2 separate regions of the Gossypium hirsutum genome follow, and region 2 is linked to region 1. Evidence: chromatin contacts called from public Hi-C data. All regions are on one chromosome and are shown on one strand. Each heading gives the region's core, a stretch centred on a gene start, on an enhancer-like site or on the middle of the called end of the contact. The rest is flanking DNA. Distances are from core to core; before and after follow the strand shown.

Region 1 (3,471 bases), core at 266-2,765:
AAAACTCTTGTTGGATGGCTTATGCTGGAGGGTTGGAGCAGGAGAAAGTAAATCAATTTGGAATGACTGCTGGATACCGGGAGTAACAGAAGACAAGGTACAAAATAACAACAACAATGATGAAGTAAGGTTAGTGTCCGACTTAATCAATAAAGAAAGCAGAACATGGAATACAGAGTTGATTGTCCGTACCTTTAATACGGATATTACGAAGAAAATAATGCAGATTCCGCTTTCAAAGTCTGATCAAGAAGACATCCAAGTCTGGAGAGGGGAGGCGACGGGAGTCTTTATAGTGAGAAGCGCCTATAAACTATTACAGGAATCTACTACAGAGCTAAATGATTATTTACAGACCCATACAAATAATTTTTTCAGGAAATTATGAATTTAGATCTGCCTACAAAAGTTAAGATTACAGTATGGAAAATTGCGTGGAATTACATTCCAACTTTCTCCAACTTAAAACTGAGAAGAGTAATAACTGAGGATCGATGCTTGAGGTGTGGACAGGAAACAGAAGATAGTAACCACGTCTTTCAACGGTGTCCTATAGCAAAAGAAGTATGGGGTCAGTTGAATTATTCATGGGTATTTAATAACAGTAACTTAGATCTCTGGAGTTGGCTTACCTGGGTTTTCAGCGAAGGAACAACTGAACAGTGTCAAGGATTCAGCTATGGGCTATGGATACTTTGGACAAGCAGAAATAAATTCCTTTATGAAGGCAAAATCAGTACCAGTCGAGACATATCCAAACAAATTAAAAGCTATATCCTTGATATGGAAGGTATTCGAAAAAGGGAATTCACCTTAGTAAAGAATACAAAGACTAGTCAGAGACAACAAAGAGAAAATATGGCCATCTTCTTCGATGCGGCTTTCGACTCATAACATAACAGATCGGCGTCAGGCCTTGTGGTCAAGGAGCAGGAGGGTAAAATCGTAGCAGCAAAGTCAATCCTTCATGAAAATGGGGCATCTCCTTTCGCGGCGGAAGCATACGTAGGATATCAAGCAACAATGTTAGGGATTCAACTGGGTTACCTTAATGTGGACATATTAGGAGACTCAAAAACAGTTACATCTAAATGCCAAAGCGAAAATCGTGACAGGTCAGAAATAGGAGCAATCATCAGTGATATTCAAAGTCTAAAAGGTTTCTTTCAAAAAATCAGATTCTCCTTCATACCAAGGACTGGAAATATGGAAGCACACAAAATAGCAAGAGAAACACTCAAGAAAGGAGAAGAACTTTACCTGGAAGAAGAGACCTCACAAGCGTTATGTGAGGAGCAGGAACCAACTCGTCTGGGCTTTTTGGAGCAAAGGGAAATGAGATAAGATTTGTTTTGACAAAAGTGGGTATTGATTGAAATGAAAGATGAAGAGCAGTATAGTAAAAGCAATCAGAAAAGCAAAAGATTTGAGGGGATTTGCTTTTACTGTTCAGTGGTCTTAGGCAGAGGAAACGACAGAACAATTATTAGAGACAACTGGATTACTTTCGGCTGGGGGTTTTTATTTTTTTGTTGTTTTTTTTCTTCGGTAGTGGGCTAAAATGATTACAGCCCGTTTCTTTATTGTTATATTTAGGATTTTATTGTTTGGGTTCAGCCCAACTTGGACGATTTTTATGTTTTTTTCTCTTTTTGAATCCAGTTGAAATTTCAAAAAAAAAAAAGTTGAAATATTTTAAGAAAATATTTTAAAAGTATTTATCAACGATTTTTAAAAATAGTAATAATCATTCTACTTTAAAAATATGTTGCGAAAGTAATTATTGGTTTTAAAGATTTCATATCTATATATATTATTTTAAAACCAATAATAATAATAATAATAATAATTCAATATTAAAAACTAAATTAATCAATTAATGTTAAAATGTTAGATATGTAATTCTGTCTTTCAAAAAATCCTGAAGGGCATGGATGATAATTTTTCCTTTAAACTGTACGTTATTCATTATTGACTTTTTTTAATTCCTAAAAGAATTAAATGTAAAATATTAAAACTCTGAAAATTAAAAGGGTTGTTTCTGTAATATAAAAAAGTGGAAGTCTTTATATAATAAAGTTCTAAACACAAAAGTACTTCTTGTTAAATAAACCAATTTTTTAATAAAAAAACAAAAAAAAGTTATCATTTCCTCTCAAATTGTCATTTTTAATGAGTGGTTTTTTTTTAAAAAAATTCACGATTTGGTCTTGAAGTATATCTATTTTTTCATTTGGATATCTAAATTCTTTTTTGTTCCAATTTGGTATTTAAGGTATCAATTTCTTCCCAATTTGGTATCTCAAGTATGCCTTGTTAAATTTCTTAGTCTATTTTTTAACAGACGTTTAAAAATATCTTATAATCAATCACAAAATGCCACATTGTGTTTTTATGTAAACAAATATTTTATTTTATTAAATGTATATACACATTAAAAATATAAAATAAATATAAATATAAAAAATTCAGAAAATATATAAAATCTAGAAAAAGACTATAAATAAAATTATAAAAATAAAATTTACAAAAATATGATAATTGAACATAAATTAGTTGAACTTAATTATATTATTACAGAAAATGTAAAAAAATGGTAAAAATTATTTTAAAATTTTATTTTTCAAAAAAGTTTAAAATGAAATTTTTTATAAAATTTTAAAATATATAGTTATAAAAAAATTTCAATTACTTGAAACTTAATAATTTTTATAACATTTTAATTTTTTATATATTATTTTGAGTTTTTAAAATTTATAATTATATATTTTAAAATTTTATAAAAAAATTTAACCTTTTTAAATTTTTTTATATATTATATATGATTTTTACATTCTAATCAATATAATATATAATTAAGAAATTAAAAAAAGACAAGTGGTGTATTCTAATAGTGCCACGTTACTGGTCAATATCGATCAGTCCTAGTCAATATTGGTCAACCAAAACACTTTTTACTTTAACCAATTGTTGATCAGCCGTTGATTGGTGTTGACCAACATTAATTTGCTACATCGCACTATTAGAACTCACCACGTATCCTTTTTCATTTTTTAATATTATATATTATATTGATTAAAATGTAAAAAATCATATATAATACATTAAAAATATTTTAAAATGAAAATTATTTTATAAAATTCTAAAATATATAATTATAAATTTTCAAAAATCAAAATAATATATTAAAAGTGAAAATTATTATAAAAATTAAAAAAATATTTAAATTTCAAGTAATTGCAAAAAAAAAACCCTTGAGATTTAAATACCTTTTAAGAATTTTATAAATATATATTTTAGAATTTTATAAAAAAATTATTTTTAAACTCTCTTTTTAAAATTACAATTTTTTTAAATATTTTTTACAATTTTTTATTTTACATTTTTGTAATAATATTATTAATTTCAACTAGTTTATTTCCAATTATTTTTTGTAACTTTTATAAATTATATGTTATTTATTTTCATTTA
Region 2 (3,471 bases), core at 292-2,791, 480 kb after region 1:
TGAAATCAATTTTCGAACCAAGCAGTTAGGGGTGAGGATAGTGTGGGAGAGCACTTCCTTGGACTGAGGACATGTTAAGTTTCCTTCATTCAACCACTTCTGGATTGATGGCCTATCATAAGTCTGAAAAGCCATAACATACCATCAATACACATCCAAAAGAAGGTAAAGATAAGAAATCATAAAGATCTTGCAAATATTTTAAGCTCAAATTATTGTTTCCTAAGAACTGGAAATTTATGCTAAAAAGATCAAATGTTGAAGCTCTAAGTTCATGGAAGTCATGAACTGTTAACAAGATCTATTGAAGTATGTTCAAAGATATATTTAGACATTGGTCTAAGGATACAACCATTCAAATACACACGAAATAGAACTTAGAGAAAACCAAACATCCTCATATTAAACACGAGCTAATATTCGACACTCTCACTTGAATCCCAAATAATCTAACTTTTTCCTAATCTCATTAAAAGCATGAATATTTTCCACAAACCAGATTCATTTCCAACCGAAACAAACCAAACCAAGTTAATAAATATGGGGTAAGAATACCTGTCAACATGAATATATTCGGTTATTCTTTAACCTTTTTCACATATTTAAAGGATAATACTTCATGGGCATGATCAAATATATATAAAAAGAAAACAAGGATTCAAGTAACACAAGCACCTATAATCCACATGCATGATACAATTTATTTATATTCCAAAAGCAATTCCTCGATAAAGCAATGGTTTTTTTTAACATAAATAACTTTTGAATCTTCCATAAACAAACAAGACTATTAACATACCATTCGATAAAATGATAAAAAAAGAACAAGAAAGAAAATGTTAAGAAAAGCAAATATACAAAAGTCTAACCAGGCCGGAACTCAAGACCACAGGGTCGCCCATGATTTCACCCGAAATAGGACACCTGAATTTCTTAGTCAAAACTGTATCACTCAAATCAGACAAGATGCTTATGGCTTTAAGTGTTATCTCAGTTCCATAGTTATCTTCATCAACAATTTTCTTTACAACGCTTTGCAGTTCTTTCTTTAACTCTTCCTCTCGTCCTCCTCCTGCTGCTGAAGACTCCTCTTTTTCAGCCATTTCAAGGAACAATATATTCTGGGTTATTTCCGGGCAAGAAAATGGAAAAAAAAAAAGATTGAAAACCGAGGTGATTCAATGGATTTTCTGGGTTTGCTCTGTTTTTTACTCTGTTTTCACAATTGAAAAGTAACTGGTTCTTGCTTTCGCAGGAAGGAAAATGGAACCGAATTTTTAATACCCAATAAAGAAAAAAAAAGTGGGATTCTGTTTGGGAACAGAGAAGAGAAAAGAAATAGAGGGAAAGTTGGACTGGATTTTCTTCTTGTTCTTCTCTCTTTGTTGGTTAATCTTTTGAAAAAATGTCAGTGTAATGTATTTATACTTCAATAGTTCTACATCAGTATTCAGCCAATGCTGCCAACCAAAGGGGAGATGATCCTCTTACCGGGTAAGGTACAGACTTTAGGTCACAACACCAATGATCTGTTGCGACGTAATCATCTGTTATTTGCCAAAAAGAAAATCATTCTTCTTGTTTCAAATAATATTGTTTGTTTGCTTCTGTTAAAAAAATTAATAATAAATAAATAAAAGAAATGTTTAATTAATGCAATAATGGTTTAATTAATGCAATAATTATTAATTTGCCAATCGTGTGACAAATGGCTTGGGAATTTACCTTGGGGTTCCCATAATTCACAAACGAGTAACATCCGAGACTTATGCTGCACTTAATAGACAGAGTAATGAGAAAGTTGGATGATTGAAAGGGGAAGGTTCTTACATATGCGGGTCTACGTACGCTGATTCAGTCGACAACTAGTGCCATACCTTTATACACTATGCAAACTGCCTTATTATCGATGGCCACCTGTAACCATCTTGATAGAATTCAAAGAAATTTTCTTTGGGGTGGCTCTTCAAGGTAGTCCCATAATCACTTGGTAAATTGGGAGACAATTTGTTGACCGAAACGTTTCTGTGGTCTAGGGTTGAGGAAATCTAGGGAGAACAATTCAGCTTTACTTGCTAAACATGGTTGGAAATTGCATACAAAGGCCGATGCACTTTGGTGTGAAGTGTTCTACAAAAAAATACCTGCATTCTACTCAGTTTATTGACAGTACGGAGACTGCACGTGCGTACTAACTACCCAAGAATGCATCAAAAAAGGGGTTAAATGGCGAATTGGTGATGGCTTGATTGGTGGGTTGGAGAGAAAAAGTTAATTCACTCCTTATCTACTATTGATTCTGATTGGAAGGTTGGGCATTACTTATCTAATTCAAAGACGTGGTGGCTCCATGAGGTTCAAAAGGGGAAATAAAAGCGGATCCTATTCCTTCTTTAAGAACTGAAAGAGATAAATGTTGTTGGGGTTTGGCAAAGGATGGTCAATTCTCGATCTCCTCTGCTTATAATATGCTATGTAATAGACAGGAGGGTGATTCTAGAGAGAATTTGATGTGGGTTTGGAAGCTTAAATGTCCGGAACGAGTGAGGTTCCTTATATAGCTTATCATCCTTAACAAAGTTGATACTAATCAAGTAAGATATAGAAAGAATGGTGTGGTGATCCAATCGAATCTATAGATCATATTCTTAGAGATTGTTTAGTTGCCAGAGAAGTCTAGAATGCGGTTCAAGCTCTCTCACAAGAACCGCGTTTCTTCAATATGGATTTCAAGCAGTGGGTAAAAAACAACAGTAGGTCTGAACAGCTAATAAGTTTGCTGCTTCTTTGGGGGATCTTTTTTATTGGGACTATGGAAGGGAAGAAACATAGAAATTTTTCAAGGACAAAGTCAATCTGTTGTGCAAGTGGTGGGCTATGCTAGAAGGCTTGCCTTGGACGTTTATAATGTTTGGAAGAAATCTGTTACATGCTTCATTACTATTGTGCGAAGGGTTAGCTGAGAAAACCACCTTCAACTGCATACATTCTTGACATTGATGGCAGCGTTTGAATATTGACACGAAATACTACAGCGAGTGGCTCGATTCAGGATGAACATGGTGGTTGGCTGGCTGGTTTTTGTATTAGATTTGGAGTGCTAACAGTTTACATGCCGAGCTTTGGGCTGATACCATTTAGCGGGAGGACGGATGAGAGCTAAGGTTACAAAATGAGACTGATAGTGAAGGAAAGATTTTACAAAAAAGAGAAAGAATTTAAAACTTTTGAGAAATAACTTAAAAAGGAGAACTTGAATCAAACTTGAATGCCCTTTTTATGCTTCTTCCGCCTCCTTTTATAAGGGAAATTCAAAACTCTGTTTAATTAAATTTGAATCTCGTATAGTTTCTTGATAAGGATGATGTCTCATCTTTAATTGATGACATTTTTGTCCAGTCGTGATTGCTTCCACGTTGCTTCTTTTTTTGTCTTTTTCTTGTTAGCTTTTTCCATGTAACTTCCTCTGTT

The links. Hi-C and Micro-C count contacts between places; a contact is called where the count stands out from the background.
Region 2: a contact with region 1 is called in a Hi-C map of leaf, with 2.2 times the contacts expected there. The contact joins the promoter of LOC107918951 here to the enhancer-like site in region 1. A contact is called at or near these places in 4 of 34 Hi-C or Micro-C datasets (all in leaf).

Annotation. Positions count from the first base shown.
Region 1 is chrD13:34,479,441-34,482,911 of Gossypium_hirsutum_v2.1, forward strand. No RefSeq gene overlaps it. Among protein-coding and RNA genes, the nearest start is that of LOC107894337, 37 kb to the left of the region's middle. Within about 2 kb of position 1,516, at least 7 of the 9 cell types and tissues checked have an H3K27ac peak or open chromatin away from gene starts, as enhancers often do. A contact at or near this core is called in leaf, where this site is marked.
Region 2 is chrD13:34,958,662-34,962,132 of Gossypium_hirsutum_v2.1, forward strand. It overlaps LOC107918951 (U-box domain-containing protein 9), which reads right to left and starts at 1,542. Exons shown (of 2, transcript XM_016848511.2): 1 at 870-1,542; 2 at 1-123. The coding sequence starts at 1,103.